Linked DNA regions of Macaca mulatta: region 1 is linked to region 2. A link is a contact called in public Hi-C data. All regions are on one chromosome and are shown on one strand. Each heading gives the region's core, a stretch centred on a gene start, on an enhancer-like site or on the middle of the called end of the contact. The rest is flanking DNA. Distances are from core to core; before and after follow the strand shown.

What was found. Hi-C and Micro-C count contacts between places; a contact is called where the count stands out from the background.
Region 1: a contact with region 2 is called in a Hi-C map of fetal cortex germinal zone, with 4 times the contacts expected there. The contact joins two enhancer-like sites. A contact is called at or near these places in 2 of 14 Hi-C or Micro-C datasets (fetal cortex germinal zone and fetal cortical plate).

What each region holds. Positions count from the first base shown.
Region 1 is chr12:75,256,843-75,260,637 of T2T-MMU8v2.0, reverse strand. No RefSeq gene overlaps it. Among named protein-coding and RNA genes, the nearest start is that of MYO3B, 84 kb to the left of the region's middle. Within about 2 kb of position 2,452, at least 5 of the 40 cell types and tissues checked have an H3K27ac peak or open chromatin away from gene starts, as enhancers often do. A contact at or near this core is called in fetal cortex germinal zone, where this site is marked.
Region 2 is chr12:75,178,429-75,182,315 of T2T-MMU8v2.0, reverse strand. LOC144333275 (myosin-IIIb-like) reads right to left here. Exons shown (of 9, transcript XM_077956520.1): 9 at 1-2,631. The coding sequence ends at 2,482. Among named protein-coding and RNA genes, the nearest start is that of MYO3B, 160 kb to the left of the region's middle. Within about 2 kb of position 2,580, at least 3 of the 40 cell types and tissues checked have an H3K27ac peak or open chromatin away from gene starts, as enhancers often do. A contact at or near this core is called in fetal cortex germinal zone, where this site is marked.

The DNA of each region.
Region 1 (3,795 bases), core at 1,203-3,702, 78 kb before region 2:
AATAAGCCAAGGTAGCAGAAGACATTTTGTTCACACATTAGGAAGTACCTGCCGACTAGCTAGATTATTAGGAAAGGCAATAAACTGCCAAGATAGGCGGTATGGCATCCTCTACAGGTCATTAAAAACAGTAATATCTTCTCAGATTTCCTGCCCAGGCATAAGGGGGTAGATAAGATGACTTTTTCAGAGTTTAGAATGAAGGTTTTATGAGCATTCAGAAGATGCAGTGAGGGAAAATTGCTCTTAGGGACAAAAACAAATTCTTTGGAAGAGGAAATGATTTATTTAAAGGCCATTTTAAGAACTTCAACTGATTTTCCTAGAAATACCTTGGTTTCTGAGTAATTTGGAAATAATTCAGTAAATTGTTACACCTAAAATAATTAATTAGCTTTTAAAGTCAGATACTTCATTAATACACACACATATGTACATATACTTCATTAATACACACCTATATATGTGTCTATATGCATATGCATGTATGGCTGAAGTTTTGAAGATTGTAACACTGTGAGATATGGGAATATGGAATACTAGGCCAATTATTTCATCTAAGAACAAAATAACAATCAATTGTAGGCCGGGTGCGGTGGCTCAAGCCTGTAATCCCAGCACTTTGGGAGGCCGAGACGGGCGGATCACAAGGTCAGGAGATCGAGACCATCCTGGCTAACACGGTGAAACCCCGTCTCTACTAAAAGATACAAAAAACTAGCTGGGTGAGTTGGCGGGCCCCTGTAGTCCCAGCTACTCGGGAGGCTGAGGCAGGAGAATGGCATAAACCCGGGAGGCAGAGCTTGCAGTGAGCTGAGATCCGGCCACTGCACTCCAGCCTGGGCGACAAAGCGAGACTGTCTCAAAAAAAAAAAAAAAAAAAAAAAAAAAAGGATTATAAGTAAATTGTAAGTCTTTGCACTCTCACTAATTCTCCAGATTATCTCTGACATGGTATGACAAATTTCTGAGAAATCAGTCAATCAGTCTGCAAAATAATGCAGACTCTCAGGAATCGTAAGTTAAATGCTGCTTCTAATTCCTAAAACTTCAGTCTTTTCAGAAGCAAAAGAAATAGAGATTTGTGTACTGATTTGTGAGAACCACAAATCAACAGAATAAAACATTAAGAACAACAAGATGCCTGTAATTTGGAGCAAAACCTGATAGTCCTAAAAATGTCAATTGGTTCCATAATCACCCAGTACAAATTCCATACAGTTAATGAGCTCCTGCAAAGAATGGCTGCTGCCAAATGAAATACATGGATACTGATGGACCAGCCTTGAGTGGCATAGTGGGCACAAAACTGAGCAATGCTGAGTAAGAAATACAACGTTGAGTAATATAGCCATAGTGTAGTCTTCTACGTATTCTAATTCTAGAGATTCACTCCCAGCACCAGTACAAGATGCTTTTCTTCCAACACTTCCCATTCTAGAAGGACTTTCCAACTCTGCCAACTAACCCGAATCCTATTGTTTCACTAGGACTTGCCTCTCCCCATAGCCACCACAAAACATTTAGTTTAAAATACATAGTTCTTTATTTGATCATTCATTCATTCAATATAGTTTAATTGAATTTCCCACCAACAATATAAAAAACTCTGCTGAAAGCTGATTAGATGTATTTTTGTATATACTCCCCATTTCTTAATGATGTTTTCTGTCCACAACAAGTTAAAGATCTAATGAAAGGTGGTAAGATGAGAGCACAACCAAGGGAATTGAGAGGAGGGAGAGAATGCTTTCAGTGGGATGAGCCAGCACATGGCACCCTAGTACGGCTGCAAGAGATATTACCAGGCAGGGGTTAGAGTGGGGAGCAAAGCACACACACTTCATTGAGATGAATGCAGTTTGGACATTTCCTACAGAATGTAGCTCTTTTCTGTGAATTCATGAAAATTGTTGGTTGAACATATACATGAATTAATGAAACTGAACCTATTTAGCCCTTATACAGGAAAATAGGCAAATAAGGACCTGGCTCAAGGTTATGGAGGCCTTCTGGGGAGAGGTGCTTGGCAGAATTTGGCCACAGTACCAATTCTAAACTGCACACTAAATAAACATAATAAAAGATGTGTGCTGGGAATAGAAGGCCAGCAGGATGTTACTTTTCTGAAAATGGCATTGGCAGGGGGGCTGTAGGGAGGGAGCACAGTCGCCTTCTTTCCCCCTCTTACTTGTCAGGCTTGTGGTTCACGAAAACCCAATTGGACCCTTGTTTTCTTTCCTGGGCCAGTAATGAATGGCGGTAATTATCCATGCAGGGCTCTGCGTGAGTCATGAGGTAGCTCTGGCTCCCATCTCCTTGCAATTTTGAGCTGTGTGTCTGTCTGTGTGTGTGTGTCTGTGTGTGTGTTTCACCCGCTACTATTGAGGGGTGGAAAATAGATTACAATTACATTCCGGCTGGCTTTTGAAGACTTGATGGACAGCTGGAGAGAAATCTTGCCTGCAGCTGCTGGGATGAGAGGGTAGCCAAGAGGTGGGCGTGGAAAGAGGAAGAGAGGCCCTGTCAGAAGAGGGGGAAACAATACAAAATGAATTCAGTATATTCTCAAAGGAGCATTTTTAAGAGATCATGCTTGCTCACATTAAAACTGATTCTAGGGTCCAGGTGGCTGGCTGCATATCTGAATAATGTAGGTCCCTTTCAGGAACATTTTGAGTGTTCAAGTGCAGAGATGCTATCACTGGATCAGAGAGCAGCAAGATTAGACATAGACCAAGGCTGGCCCTGAAGATGAGTTCAGCTGTAGGTTTTTCCCTCTCTTCATCTGGAATCACTTTTCTAAGGTTAACCCCCACCCCTAACCTTTATTTATTTATTTTTTTAGTATGTATATGGGGAGCTCTCATGTACTTACCGAGCACTATGTTTGGCACTTGGCCATACATGTTATCTACACGCCTCACATAATCCATATTACTGCCCTTCCAGAGAAAGGTCATAACTCTTATTTTACAGAGGGGGAAAATGAAGTTCAGAAAGGTGAAACAACTCTCTCAAGGATGTTAAGTATTAAGGTGAACAACCCAGGCAGGCCAACTTCAAAGTGCCAAACAGTGCAATATTTTATTTCTCATTACAGTCAAAAACTCACAAATTTAGAAAGCAGGAATGCCAATTACTGGGAGCAGAAGAAGGGGCAATGCTAATGTATTTATTGCCTTTGTCTAAAACAGATATCCAGTTGTCTAGGCCCTTCAATTCCACAATGGCTAAGAAAACAAAACACCATAATTATATCACAAATGAAATATAAATAGCTCCTCTATGTGTAGCTTAGAAACATTTGCAGGTATGTAGGTGGAAATCAGCACTCCATAGAAGGCACCAAGAAACTCATCAGCTTTAAGTGCAACCAGAATTCAAACAACAATTGTAGGGAAACATGCCCCCAAAACTGTACGTAGGTGTGATTTCCCTGGATAACAAGCAGAAATGATTTAAACTGGCCTCTGACCCTTAGTGAATGTGGTTAGAATAGTGGTCTGCAGAGCTACCAAGGAAAAACTCGGAAAAGTCTCTTTTATCCTTAGCTAATTGCAAAATAAACTTCCCTCCAGCCTTCCACGCAGGATTCACTTTGATGGCATTTGCCTCTTGGTTCAGATCAAACTTAGATCACAACTTAAGAACTGGTTTAGGCCGGGCGTGATGGCTCAAGCCTGTAATCCCAGCATTTTGGGAGGCCGAGACGGGCGGATCACGAGGTCAGGAGATCGAGACCAGCCTGGCTAACACAGTGAAACCCCATCTCTACTAAAAAAATACAAAAAA
Region 2 (3,887 bases), core at 1,331-3,830:
AAGAAAGGGTTGCAGGGAAAAGGTCAGTGAGGAAAGCCAGAGGAAGAAACCACACACAGCATTCTAGATCCCAGCATACCCTGAAATGGATTTCATTGTTTCACTGACAAGAAATTCCAAAACACTGAAAATAGTCACATTCAAATAGAAAAAAAATTAATTCTGAAACCAAATGTATTCAAAGGATTTTTGTCATTATTTTTCATTTGCTTTTCTCCACTGAGGTGGGGGATGGAGAGAGACAGACAGACAGACAGGCAGGCAGGCAGGCACTGACTGAGATCGATTCCAATGAAACACACAGGTAAATAATTTGAGTGCCTTTTAAAAATACATAAATGCTTAATGTCTATACTTTTCATCAAAGAGCTTTTTCGGGAAAGGATACATTTTTAGCACTAAAAATTAGTAGCACTCACACGTGACCCACACATTTGGTCAATTCGTAACCCTTCAAAGAGAACTGTGCAATTCTAATTGACAGGGTAATTTTAAAGTAAAGAACTTGGTGAATATAAACCCAACATATTTTTCCTGGTTTGGGGAAGAAGAAAGCTGTACAATGTATGTAAATATGCTAAGATTTAAAATAATAAAATAAAACCTCTTATCATTCCTATCCAAGAACATCAAGTCAGCCACTAAGGTTGTGACAATGGCAAGTGTTGAACGCACATGAGCACACATAATCACACTGAGAATCTGCTGACTGATTATTGCTGACATTGCCTAGTTCGATCTGATTCATCATTTGCACAGGAACCAAGAGACATTAAAAGGGCAGGAGGTTACACTAGGAGGAGAGAAGCAAAGCCTTAAACTAAGTTGGGATAAGGATCCTTTTCTAACAATTGCCCAATTCTTGGGATCCACTCTGTCCCGAGGCAGGCAGTGGAGACTTAGTTACTCGTATCCCACATCTGGAGATCTAGAGGCTTCTCCCAAGATGGAAGAGATGAGTAGTGAGAGAATAAAGAGATTATTAGAGATCAGAAGCTTGGCTGGGCACAGAAGCAAGCTAAGTGGAGTCACTGGAGTGGAAGGGTCTATTTAAACACATACACACACACACACACACACACACACACTCTCTCTCTCTCTCTCTCTTAGCTGCCTCACATTTATCACCTTAAGAAATTTTTGAACACCTGGTCTATATACAAATGCATAACAAGAAAGGAAAAAAATATAGATGATCTCTTATCAAAACTACATAGTATTTTGCTAATAAGAAGCTATACCTTAATCCTGATATTCAGGAAATTATGTTGCCACATTAAATAAATGGTGAGGGGTAAACCATTTGTAAAAAATCAAAGCGCACACACAAATCCTTCCAGACACCATTTCCCATTTTCTGACTTATTACTGTACACAATGCAGCTTTTAGCTACTGCATTCTTATATCCTTTTGAATGCTCACCAGACTATTAATCTAAAAAGCCAGGTGCTTCGTCTGCTCCTCTAATCACTGTGACCTGTTTTTGTGATTCGAAAAAGCCAAAAGACTAACTCTGGCTTGGGTGGGAATCATTTTTGGAATAGTGGTTGGTGGTTGTTCACATCTGGATTAGGTATAAAATGATAACATTATGATGATGAACACCAGAGAGCCTCATCTGCATATAAATAGACCTAATCAGAAATGCAAATTGCAATCAGGAGAAATTTTTAAAGGCTGTGATAGCTGTGTGATTGTGCAGATAAGGAAAGGTCAACACTTGTATTGTTAAGGCAGTTAAATGGCTCCCAGCCTGCCCAGAGCCTTCTTTTGAAAGAGACATTTGGAAGGTACAAATTATCTCTCAATCTGCACCCTGGTTGGGAAGGCATCCCTGGATAGCTTCATTTTCTGTAACTAGAGCTGTGAGCTGGCCACACATCAGCCCGATTCCAATGAAACACAACCCAACCTCTTGTACAAACCCCTAATGAATACACAGAATAGAAAGTATACTTGCATTTAAATGCTCTCCAAACAGACCTCTTTCTGCACAATTTTCCATTGAGACAGAAATTAAGGGATGGAGAGTAAGATCTATAGTGCTGATGTAACATTTTCTGATACATTTCAATACTGGTCTGAGTGAATACAGCAATATGATACACATATGTTTACACTGAATACTAGAGAAAGTATGTAATTAAAAAGAAAACATTAGCATTTAGACAGATTACTTAATTCACAATTCCATTCGTAATCTTATCGTGCAAAGTACAAAAAATGAATATCTCAGAAAAAGCTGAGTGCTAAAAAATATGCAATTGTTCCAACATGGTCTTATTATTCCTTGGGGTATGTTATCTTTCAGGAACATCCTCTTCTCGATCCCCCTCCACCCCCCTTGTTTTTTCAAAGAAAATATATTTCACAATCAGGCTTTGTCAGGTTTGGAGGGAAATTGCTTACAAACTATTTATTATCCCTCTAACTAGACACTTTCACAAAGTACTAATGAGTCAAGAGCGCCATCTTGTGTCTTACCTTGGAATCTTAAAGAGTGTTTTCACAGGATGCATGTCAAAGAGGGGAGGGTCTCCATCCCCCAGTTCAATAGCTGTGATCCCCAAGGACCAGACGTCACAGCGAGCATCATAGGAAGAGTCATACTGCTGCTCACAGGCAATGACCTATTAGACAAAAGCGGGACACAACACATCAATCCGACTGCCACATCAGATGTCCTAAAAAGGCCCTGGGCTGATCTTAGCCCCCTTCACAGTTTCCTTGGCCACAATGTTATTGAATTCCAGTAATGAGATGTGTGTATTCTAGGCCTTATTTGTGCATAACTAATTTGTTATCTTATTCGTTCATTAACTTTTAAAAATGTGTCAGTTTTGTTTTTAAAAAGCATGTATCGAACCGTCCAAGTACCAAGAACAGCACAAGGGGAGAAAGCCAGTGTATACCACACCATCCCAACCCTGCTATTCTTTAAGGAAAGGCTTGTCTACATCCTTCACCTCATTACCAGCTACTGAATTCAATAACAAGAAACAATTGTTCTCAAAGATGTTTGTGTACTTTGAGATGCATGAAATCCCCAAGAGTATGACCAGCTAAGCAGAGAGTTGTTGGAAGACTCACATGGTTAATATAAAGTAAAAATGACCCCACTCCACCCTCTCCTTTTTCTAAGAGCATCTTTCCCCTCCTCAAACTCCAACAATGGTGTACATCGTAGAAACAGCTGCCATTCCAGTTACTTGGCCTGACTAGGTACAAGAGCAGCAGAACCAGAAAATGACCCTGGGCTTGTCATTGGGTTGAGGAGTACGTGACCCTGTGGAGGAATGTTTTTATCAACTTATTGAGTCAGTCAAGAACATCTTCTACACTCAGACTCTGATGACTATCACAATGGCGATAGGAGAAGTCGGGAGTGAGCCAGAGGACGTGGAGGATCAGGAACCCCTATTTCACTTAAAGTCTGCCACCAGGATGATCGATGGCCATGGCCAGGTGGGAAACTTTGATTTCTGATGATCCAAAACACCAGTGAGGGGGCAACACCTGTAACGGTGAGCACAGGAAGACCAGAGTAATAGAGCCACCCTCTTAGGCCGTCATAATGTCTTTGGCTTTTTTATTCCAAATGAGATGGGACAACCGACTGTGGTGAGCAGAGGAGTGACAGATCTAGCTTATGTTTTAGCAAGATCACTCTGGCTACTGTGCAGAAGATAGATTATGAGAAGAAGAAACAAAACCAGTTCAATATGTTACTGCAGGGATCCAGATGAGAGATTGTGAGATGGTGAGAATAATCAGATTCTAGATATAATTTTGAATGTAGAGCCAACTGGATTTGCTGAACAGGGCTTAGAAGAAAGGAGAGCTAAGGAAAACTCCAAAGTTTTTGACATGAGCAACCACCAGAATA